Regions from separate parts of the Gossypium hirsutum genome. Here all the other regions are linked to region 2. A link is a contact called in public Hi-C data. All regions are on one chromosome and are shown on one strand. The core of a region is the stretch at or near the end of the contact, and the rest is flanking DNA. Distances in the headings are between cores, read along the strand shown.

The links. A called contact is a pair of places that touch in the nucleus more often than the background predicts.
Region 1: a Hi-C map of leaf shows a contact between it and region 2, with 2.0 times the contacts expected there. The contact joins the enhancer-like site here to the promoter of LOC107888893 in region 2. A contact is called at or near these places in 5 of 34 Hi-C or Micro-C datasets (callus and leaf).
Region 3: a contact with region 2 is called in a Hi-C map of leaf, with 2.2 times the contacts expected there. The contact joins the promoter of LOC107888891 here to the promoter of LOC107888893 in region 2. A contact is called at or near these places in 2 of 34 Hi-C or Micro-C datasets (callus and leaf).

What each region holds. Positions count from the first base shown.
Region 1 is chrA09:54,914,623-54,918,391 of Gossypium_hirsutum_v2.1, reverse strand. It overlaps the pseudogene LOC107889990. Among protein-coding and RNA genes, the nearest start is that of LOC107888866, 30 kb to the right of the region's middle. Within about 2 kb of position 1,536, at least 1 of the 9 cell types and tissues checked has an H3K27ac peak or open chromatin away from gene starts, as enhancers often do. A contact at or near this core is called in leaf, where this site is marked.
Region 2 is chrA09:54,606,121-54,610,250 of Gossypium_hirsutum_v2.1, reverse strand. It overlaps LOC107888893, which reads right to left and starts at 1,536. Exons shown (of 5, transcript XM_016813154.2): 1 at 1,176-1,536; 2 at 756-870; 3 at 158-247. The coding sequence starts at 1,243.
Region 3 is chrA09:54,208,709-54,212,444 of Gossypium_hirsutum_v2.1, reverse strand. LOC107888891 (putative ion channel POLLUX-like 2) reads right to left here and starts at 1,656. Exons shown (of 24, transcript XM_016813151.2): 1 at 1,388-1,656; 2 at 298-413. The coding sequence starts at 1,476.

The DNA.
Region 1 (3,769 bases), core at 287-2,786, 310 kb before region 2:
AAAACCTATATAGTACAACATGAAATAGTTTACACAAACATGATTAAACCTATATTGCTTCTTGAGTGTGAAAGACAGATACAGATGTGTTCGACATGTATATGATCAAACTTTCTAAAGTTTTTTTATGTAGTTAGATATCCCTAAAAATCACATCTTATATATGTATGTCTGACAAACATTTCAGAAAAATGAATATTCAAAGCTTCAAATATAAATAACTAATTTTTTATCCTCTGTGATGCATGGGTTGTAAGTGTGTTTTATAAATTTATTATTTAAATAATTCTATGTTAAATAAAATTATTTGATTAAACAATATTTAAAAGATATAATCAATATTTGAAATATACTTAAGTTTTTGAAATATAATATACTAGTTTTTTATCTCGTGTGTTGTACGGGTTGCTTGTGTGTTTTATAAAATCATTATTTAAATAAAATTATTGATAAAAAAATATTTAAAAGATATAAATAAATTAAAAAATATAAATAAGTGTTCGAAATATAATATGGTAGTTTTTTATCCTATGTGATGTATGGATTGCTCGTATGTTTTATAAAACTGTTATTTAAATAACGATATATTAAATAAAATTATTAAAAAACAATAATTAAAACATATAACCAAATTAAAAAATATACTTAAGTTTTTAAAATATAATATATTTATAAGGTTAAGAATATAATTTATGCTTTAATTATGAGGAAGTAAACTTGAAAGATAAAATTGTTATAATAAAGTTTAAAATAAATTTTATTTTAAAATTTTTAATCTTAGAAATCATATTATATATATCTAATAATTTTTTAATTTTAGAAATAAAATTTTAAATAATATATTTTGGTGGTACAAAATAAAGTGTTGAATAACATAAAAGCATATATTTGACTTATTTAAAAATAAAAAATAATTCACTAATTTTTTTGTAATATGAATAGCGTTTTTAAGTAGAAGTGAAATATTTAAAAATTATTACATAAAATAAATTAAATTATATAAAAGTTTTTAAAAATTTTAAAAATCAATTTTGAGGGAAAAAGAAATTAATTATTATTAAATTTATTTTATATTAAATACAATTAAATGCAATATAATAAATAAGATATATGAACTTAGATTTCGAATATAAAAGAAGTAATCATTTAATATCTATAATTATGAAATAAATATTTGTTTTTTGATAATAGTATTTATCTTTATGAAAAACATTAAAATATTTTTAATATTAGTATAGATATTATTTAACTTTATTTATATTTATGATAAATGTTTTATTATGAAATTTAAGCTATATTTGTTGGTTTTGGATATCTGTGATTCTGTGGTCTTTTTCATGCAGTATCCAAAGGCTTTTTGCAGAAACCCATGTGGTTTTCTAATGGATGTTCGTTTGAATGCGTCCTCTCTGAAATCTCCACTACTTTTTATAATTTTAGGACAATAATTGCTCAATTCAGGCTGACAAAAGGCAATAGATTTGGTTTTTTCCTTATTCTTCTTGTTTTCCTCAGGCTAAGACCTCCTAAGTCACATTCTATGAATGTGATTGGTTGGTAGAGAAATCGTTTGAGAAAAAAGCAGGAGACGAGAAAGCCCCATCCGTCATCACCCAAATACTTATGGATTTTCATAAAAGGATTTTAAATTATATTTTTTATTTATGATCGCAATATTTGTTTAAGGTCTAAAATTAAATTTTATTTTTTATAATAATAAAAATATCATTTTATTATTTAAATAGTTTATTCTTTATAATTTTTAAATGATTAAATTAAATTTTTATCATTTATTAAAAGATCAAAGTGTAATTTTAAGTACGTCCCTGTTTAAGATAAATATTTTTGAATTTTGAAATTTAAATTATATTTTCAAAGAAGCAATAAAAAATTATTTCAATTAAATTATGTAAGAAATTTTTTAACTTCAATCTAAATATTAAAATGAATAAATTAATTAATGGATGCAAAAATGATATTTTTTATAATATTCAGACTTTATTTTTTGACATTATCTCTGATAAAATTATAATGATATTTTTAAAAAGAAATCTAAAGATAAGACAATTAAATAAATTGGATATGAGAAAGAATTGTATGAAACATGAATATTATCTCTTTTCTATAATTACATCAGTAATTTTATCCTGAATCTTAGAATTTTAATTTGGACTTGATTTTTGTTTAAATGAAAATATTGATGTGACATAAAATTATTAGAAAAGAGATACGACATCACTGTTTCATGTAATCTTTTCTCAGGCTATATAAAAAATTTAAAAAATGAAACATTTTGAATATATATTTTTTAAAAAATTTCTACTATATAATCAAATTAACTAAATTTAAATCTAAAAGCAAAATATAATTTAAAATTTTATAGAGATCACATTTTTTTTATTTGAATATTTTATATTTATATCAAATAATTTATTTATAATTTTAAATTATCTTCTATTTTTTTTAAAATAATAGAAGTAAATAAAATTTGTGTGCGTCTTTTTCCATATTTAATCGCGTGTCTTTTTTATAATGTAAATATCTTCTATTTTTTTTTATTTGAATTCAGGTTTGTTTTTAGTTGTACATCATGTTTATTTTAAAATTTATTTTTAAAATGATAAGTTTTTAACGTAAATTTATTTCCAAATGGTCAACTATTGAGATGATTTAATCTGAAATTATAAAAAAATATTAAATAATTAAAATTAAAAATTATTGAGATAATTTATTATATATTTTTTAAAAATATAAATTTAATAAGTGAGATGTCAATAATATAAATATGTTATGCTCGATTTTAGACTTTATAATATAATATGTATATAGCAATAAAATACCTAAATTATGATATTAGGGTTAAAGTTAAGGTGGGCTTGCCTGCATCATATCGTCCAAATTTACAAGCCCCACGGACAGGATTAACATCAAGCCGGTTTGATAGAGGATTTGAAGTCCGCCGATTTCATCTTGTAAAACTACGGTGCAGAAGCCGGTATCGGTGTGACTGCTGCTGCCCAATGTCAAGTCCGGTTCGGGACACGGTGGATAGTAATGGCATTTCACAAGCATTCCTTCACCGCACCCAATATCTTCCAAATAACTCCGATTCAGACCCAAAGCTTCCGACATCAATTCTAACAAAGTCTGCCCTAATTTCATCATTTTGCTTGAATATTCTATCATTATATCTCTGCAGATTAAGTTAGCTTCAGATATGATTTTTGCAAAAATATTATCGGATCAAAATATGTTTCATATAAGTAGCTATTTACGTTTTAATTTCCTTTATTTCATACGTGACTGATCTATATTCCTAGCAACATTTGCTCCAATTAAAATTAATTAATTCATTCCGGACATTGATGATAGAGATTATATTTACTACTTACCTGCAAACCGCAGGGCAGTTCTTGAGGAAGAGGGAGGCGAGGTGCCATAACACAACACAAAGTATCCCTCCAACTGGTTGCTTCCGCCTTGTAAAGATCGATGTTACTGTCATAATACACTTTCTTGGAGTAATCTCGAGAATAAATCTCCTTCTTAGCTTCGTCATCCTGTTCATAAAACCTGACAACCCCATTTATCATTTCATCCGTAGTCGCCAACGGAATCCCATGGTTGATAACTTGAAAGAAACCCGATTTCTCGCAAGCTTCTCCAACGTTCTTCACTATTTCGCGACGTAAATTTGGATCATCATCGACAACGGTCAAGTCTATGATTGGGATTCCGTCATTGTTGGTGGGGTTTCCAGGTTTCTGGT
Region 2 (4,130 bases), core at 287-2,786:
AATAAAACTGCCCTTAAACTTTATAAACTTAATTTTAAGAACACCTCCATACTTTTACTACACTTAAATAAGTGACCTCGTATATTAAGTTTAACCCCAGATAAGCAGTAGCACCAAAAGAAAAGAAAAGCCGGAAAAGTAGGGTATAAAAACATACCAGAAGATAAGCTCCGATGGTGCTGCCAAAGGTAAAGAGAATACTCCCAACACCTTTAAAGGCTACAGCAGCAGCAACCACATACTTGATCTATAAATAATAACCCAAAGAGTTAAGACATTTGAAAAGCTTTATATAATCGTATAATAATAGGGTTTGTTTTAGAGATAATAACGGTTCGAATAGGATTTATTTTTAAAAAAATAAATCGGTGGTTAACGTGCAGTATTTTAATTTTTTTTTTTAAAAATGAATCAAATATCAAGATAATCGAATCGATCTGAACCTAATTTCACCTATTCAGATAGATTTAGTTTATCAGTTTTTAAATTTTAAACAAAAAGAAAAAAAAACTTCTATGATCATTAGTTTAAATATAAAATATTTATTTTCAGATTATAAAAACTTAGCAAATAATTACAAATTAATAAAAATTCAATTTGATTCAAATAATTGTTTTTTTTTAATAGTGAACAAAAATCAAATTGAACCAAATAAATTTATAATATCCAAACTAAAATAGATCCGAACTGAATGCACTACGGATAGTTTAGGCATGATATTTAAAAAACACATCTCGAAGAATAGCAATTCTTACATCAAATTCAGGCACTTGCAACCCTGTGTGAGATGAGACAGTCTTTGAGAAGACGTTGAACTTTGGCCTCAGCTCCTTCACCGCTGGACCACCATCGACGCCAAATTCATTGAACCTGAACAAATTAACTATTAGACTTAATGAAGAGCTAAGTTTATATATTCATCATTTGACTCAAAATTGAATATACATTAAAAAAAACACTGAATAAGTATAAATAGTAGAAATATATATTTGCTCAGTCTTCCAAATGTAAATCAAATAAGAAAGAAGTCATCATTAATTAAAGTATAAATAAACTTTTAAAAGTTCAGAAAAACTAAATCAAGATCTAAACTATCTCGCTTCTTTTTACTCTTTTCGCGAGAATCACATTAGAAAACACAAAAAAGAAATTACAGATCTGGAAATGAAGCTTACTCTTGCCAAGCAGAGAGGATGAACACTGACGCAAAAAGAACCCTTCCGATGAAAGAAACCAGCGCCATTTTTCTGATTAATATCTTCAAAGAATATATAGAAAAAATCTTTAAAAAAATGTTCTCGAAAATGAGAAGAAATTGCTGTCGGGAAGCAGAGACAAGAGAGTAAAGAAAATGCAACAGCCGGCAATTTTTATAGAGAGAGAGGAGAAAGTTCTGAGGAAGAAAAGACGTACTCGCGCGAGTATGATAATGTTTAAACACTCGCGGAAGATACGGTGGGAAACACGTCGATTTAACCAATCAGTTTCACTGGTTCGAGAAATGGAAAGGGATGACGTGGACGAAAGTGGGGAGCGAGTTCAGTTATTGGTTACCACAATTTCCTTATAGTTTAGTTTAATTTACGATCGTAGCCATCACGAGATCCGTTTTTATTTTAATTTTTTATTTTTCTTGCTTTTTATTTTGCCGGTCTTTTGGTTCAACTTTTTGAAATTTGAATGCGGTAGTATGTGCAAAAAGTTCCCCTGAAAAGCAAAAGGAAATTTAACAAAGATAAAGAATTTTATTAATATCAATAAATTTTAAAATGATTTATAATTTTAAATTCTATTCAAAAATATATTAGATATTTTTTTTGTGATACAAGAGATTAAATAATAATAATAATAATAAAACTTAAGTACTATATTCCACACTCAACCATATCTTCAAGAAGGAAACTTTTCGTCCTAGACAAAAATCTTTTAAAGGCATGCAATTCAGGCATCATACTTCATATGGTTGTTATATACGGAGATACATAAATTTGATAATTTTATCTATATGGTATTTAAATTTTTTTTGAACCTAATTAATACCTAAAATTGATAACTATAAGCTAAAATGGTACTTTTTAAAGAACCTTAATGACACTATTAACTTTTATCAATCTGACCAATAATTATGCATCACGTGTCCAATTTTATCAAATCACTTAAAATACTATTTATATATTCAAGAATTTAAATAAAATAATTTTTAAATAAGTGTACGTGTCTCAAGGTTAATTATTTTCTTCTCTAAAATGGCAATGGCTTCAAGCAGTGGCCTAGAAATTATCCATGTGTTCTTTCTTTTGTATCTCATGTTTTGAGTTTACAAAGACGGACTCATCTAATTACTACGAAAAGTGGTAACAGTGCCATAATCCGACAGCCCTCGAACCAACGATTGATCTAAAGACACATCGATGCCTCTCTCATCGTCGACTCATCATTTCCTCTCCAAAACTGATGTGATCATGGGCACGAGCACTGTGTTGAATTCCAAAGAGTCTTTGAAAGTTGAAATTGGGCCAAATGTTAATGGTTCATTTGCACAAGGAATGTCTAGGACCTTATAAGATCCATTACAAGTGCCTATTAGGCCAATCACAAGGGCTCGAGCTAAACAATTTAGAGAAGCTCTCAATGGCACGATTTGTGGGCTTTAGAACAATGGTCAAAGTTAGTCACCTTCAAGATGGGTCGAATGTTGTTCTAAGAATGGTTCATGTAGTCCAAATGTTGAATGAACATCCAAGTGGGCTTGGGTTACCCATTTGACCACATTGAATTATTTAGAACACTTCTTTATCTTTTATTAATACTTTAATAAGCATTGCATTTCATTTTGACCGCAGCTTAGCTAGTTTTTATTTGTGTGCTTGAGTAAGTGCGTGTTACTTAAGCTTATGTTGTGTGTTTTGTTTTACAATATGGTTGTTATTTTGTTTTATATTAGTATAAGTCACGTTTATATGTTTTAGTTATGTTAAAGTGTCATATACGTGTTAATTGTCTTTTCTTGTCACTTATGTTAGTTAAATTGTTGCCTTATTCTAAAATGATCTAATGGCACTTCTATTTATACCATTTTTAAGTATATTCGGCTGGCCATTCAAGTATCCTATGCCCCCTTGCATTTCATCTGGATTCATGCACAAGCAATATTCAAAGATCCTATAAGTTCAAGCATTCATCAAACCTTAAGTGACCATTCATATTCCATGACTAAATGCAATGATACATGTGCCTAATTGTCATGGATAGATTCAAGGTATTATTTTACCTTGCATGGACGTGTCTAAAGGAAGAGATTGTGCCTATTTGAAGATTCATGGACTATACATGCATGTACGACACGAGGGAAGCATATCATTAAATGCATAAATATTAAATGTGAATATACATGTATCTACACAATAGGATGAATTTGCCCATTTATACACTTCAAAAGAGGTACGAATTGCCTCTTCAAGCACCCAAATGATTCATGAACATCCAAGGATGATGAGTGTGACCATTTGGTCATACATTGCACCCATAAGTTCATGAATTTCACTATACATTGTACGACACACATACATGTATACACATTAATAGTCGAATGTGTCCAATGGTGTGCCTAAGTCTATGAATAACTTTGACATTTCATTTGTAAAGGTTAATCAATCAACTTTTGAATACAAATCATATTGTGAAAGTTTATCTCTTGGTTCTTCATTGAACTTTCAAACTTATCAAAACTTCAATTTTGTGACGTTCACTTGTCATATCATTCCCCTTCTTATCCCTTTTCGAAGCGTGGCGACACCAATCCTTTTTATACCAAGGTTTCGGTATTTTTCAAGTTTAAACGAGTCATGTTCATATATAACTCGGTTCATTAAAACTTCTAAGCATATCGGGTTAATGTCTTTTTATCCGTTTGTTCTTGTTCAAGATGATTCATCGTAAATGTGAATTTCTAACTTCAAGTATGGGTCTCGTTAGTATAGTATCGAGGTTCTATTTCGGTTCAAGAAATCACATAAAAAACTATAGACCCTAATCTTTCGTAATTTGATTTAGAAGTTTTATCTACATCAAAAATTTTATGCATCAATTTTGGTATTTATTAACAGATGTTTTATGCATAAAGTATCAGA
Region 3 (3,736 bases), core at 407-2,906, 400 kb after region 2:
GGCATAAATGTAAACTAGAAAACACAACTAGAAGTGTAATTATGAGCCTGTAAAACATAAGCTTATCGAACACTAACAAGCTAGGATTAGCTTGCACAATTACCAACCGACCACAAATGTTATGCATACTCCTTTGACATAAAAATCCGAAATTCCAAATTTAATGATTCACCTATGTGATAGATCTTCAACAAAGGGTGATTAGAACAATAAAAGTTCCACAGTTAACATCAAAAGATAAAGACCAAGCACAACCATCAGTTTGACAAACTCTTGATGCAGATGGCTTGGACTCACCTCTACCGTTTACAAATTTATGCACATTGTTAGATGAAGAATTGTTCAACCAAAAACTGCATAGTACTGATTTCCGGAAAAATATCATATTCTTCGAGCCTCTAATCCCGTGTGTTCTACAAAAAGAAAAAAGAAAAGGCAACTACATAAACTGAAAAAGAAAGAGCAAAACTTCAGACCACATGCTATGTTGGATAAGCTAAATAATTATCCAATTGATCAGGCAAAAAGACAAGGGAAGAAAAACCAATTTTGTCTATGATGGAACGGTTTTAACCTCGAATCCACTACTTGCAGAACCAGCACAGCCATGCTACAAGAACTGGTCAACCATTTTGTAGCTTTTAGAAAGTGCAACAGTAAAAAAACTTGCTATGTTACTTGGGTTGGTGTGTAGTCCCGAGTATGGATGTGTCCAACAAAAGTATATTTAATTTTCTAAGTTTTCCATGTATTTGAAGAGTCCTTTGAGAGTCATATCCATATTTGTGTCTGGCCATGTGGAGGACATGAGTACTTCGGTTTAACTATAATGCATGCTACTGTGATATACGTACTTTAGAAAACTGTAATGTTATTATTCGGGTTTCGATAATGAGTGCCCTTAGAGCAGTCTTTAAGGTGTAAAAGCGTACAACAGTCAAATATATTCATAAAATTGAAGAGTTTGAGCATCATAGAACATGTTATATATAATGTCAATGTTTCGGAGAGTTAGCAAACTTGGCAGACCAAAAACTCATAAAGGCACGCCACCACCACCCCCAACAAAAACCAAACCTATAACAGCATACATAATTATATAGAGAATTAGTCCATTAACATTGAAGAATTAAAGAAAAAAATAGGGTTTGTCTGAATCAATTAAACTAAGTTTGGGGAGGATAACTGGATACAAACCAATTGAACTAAAATTCAGCCCACTTCCTACTTAAGGACAATTGAATGAACTAATTGAAGTAAGTTTAGGGTTTAAAAAATGGAGTGTTTTAAGTTCATAAGACGAGCAGTAATGCATTATTACCAGAAATTCAATGAAACCCAACTTCAATAACTCATGTTCAGAGCAAAGAAAAAGATACAAAAGTACCTAGTAGAAGAGGATGGTTGAGTGAACTTGGAAATTGTTGGAGACAACCACCATGGCTGAGGGCTTTGAAACTGACAAAGATGGATCATCTTTGCTTCACTTTTTTCTTGGTGAGAGGGCCGAAAAGAGAAACAAACTAAAATTTATTAGAAAAAAGAAAACTTGAAATGTAGATAAACTTTTTGTTATAAGAAAAATATGGACAGAAAGTGGAGTTAGAAATATGAAATATGAAGTTTTAAGACAAAAATGAGAGCCAAAAAAATTTTGGAAGGAAGTGAAAGTGGACCAGTACTTAGAGGCAATAAGCATGTGCTCATTACTTATTAATTAGCCACGTTGTAGAATTTGAGATAAGATACACTATAATTGTATCTAAATACCCAGTGAGATTCATATTCTTCACAAAAGGTTGGGCCCGGGTTAGATTCGAGTCCGTAATTGTTCACAAAAGGTTGGGCCCAGATTAGATTTGAGTCCCTAATTGTAATGATTAGGTTTGTTTTTCATTTTAAGTCAATGTTTTGTGTGAGTTTTTGTTCAATTTTTCAGTTTTTCATCCGTTGTTCATTGTATTAAATGGACTCTACTTTATAGTTGGTAGGATTATATTTGTATTTATAATTATATTTTGGGCTAAATTGTATAATAAAAATTTTATATTTTCATATATTTTAATTAATTTTCATCTTTTATTTTTAAGAATTTAGTTTAATTTAAAAATTCAGGTCTAATTGTTGACATTTTAAAATTTCTTCACTTAAATATGTTGGTTGGCATTTTAAAATAAAAAAAAATCAACTAGTAATCATGTAAAGAAAAAATGACTTTATAATCTATTTGAATTTAACAAAGAATTTTAATGGTGTTGATAATTTTTAAAAATTGATATTAATATTTTAATCAGAATAAAGTATTAGACAAACTAATGACATTATAAAAATTGAAGTATCAAATTATGTAAAAAAATTAAAGCATCAAGGTTAAATCTCAAACTTGAGAATAATAAAAAAATCAAAACTGAAATTTAACTATTATTACATAATATTAAAAAAAAACAAAAGTTTTAATTAACAATGAGGCCTTGTCGTAGTTGGCGAAAGTAGAGACTCTTAGTCTTAAGTGCCTTGGTTCGATAACTACCATATGTAGTTAAATGTTTAGAATTTCAAATCCCACCATAAGTTGTTGTCATATATAAGTTTTAGTTCAGTTAATCAGTTCATAGAATGCTTATGCAGTAACATTTTGATTATTGTCCTAGTTTTAGTTCATTTGTGCTTTAATAATTTAATTCCACATTTAATAGTTTAAAAATTATATAAAAATATAAAAAATAAAAATATTTTTATAATATTAATTACCTTTAAAATAAAGATATTTTAATAATTTTACAATTAAATTATTGTCAAGTTAACTTATGATGAATTAGAAGTTACACTTGCAGCTACTCTACTTTAATATTATGTATTATATAAATTAATATAAATTAGGGATAAATCAATTATTATGTTACTATGCAATATGTTGCATGAAATTTAAGATAGTGTTTTAATTGAATTCATTACAAACATATAAAAAATATATTATCGAGAAATGCGTAGTTTTTAATTATCATTCGACATCTGGCATTGTGACTACGTAAGTAGCAACACTAATTTTTTGATCGTTGTATAGCATATATTGTATTTGTTTTTCTGAATACTTAATAGTTAAAAGATAATTTAAATGGAATGGAACAATAAGTTTAGAAATTATAAATAATGGTAAATAGGAAACAATTGTAGTTGTTTAGAGTTTACCTTGTATTTCAGATAAAATATGGTTGATGTCGGAACGAGAAAGAGTCGATGTTCTGACGACATGACACAGACATCATAATGAGAAGATTCACCACGCTCGACGACACGATGAAAGGCGTCCTGAAGAGACAGAATACCATGTCATGACATGATCCTCACTTAATTGGGTTTTTTTCTCCTAGTTAAACTTTGTTATATTTTCCCAGTCTAACTCTAATTATTTTAGAGATGTTTTAGTCATATTTGTACATGAATTTCAGCCTATAAATAGGCTTCTTAGCAACCCTAGATAGTTTAGAATAACAATAACAAAATTAAGCGAGAGTTTGTGAGAATTTCGGGAAATCTTAATATTTCGGGTTCATGGTTTATTTGTTTCTCCATTTTGAACTCCCATTTTTCGATTTTTTCTGTTTTAGTGATTTTTTCTTTGCCCATGATTTTTTATCCTCTTCGGAGGGGTTTTTCCACATAAATATTTTTGTCTAATTTTCTTGGTTTTTGTTTGTGTTTGCTACATAATTTGGGTTCGTCCCAACAAATTAGT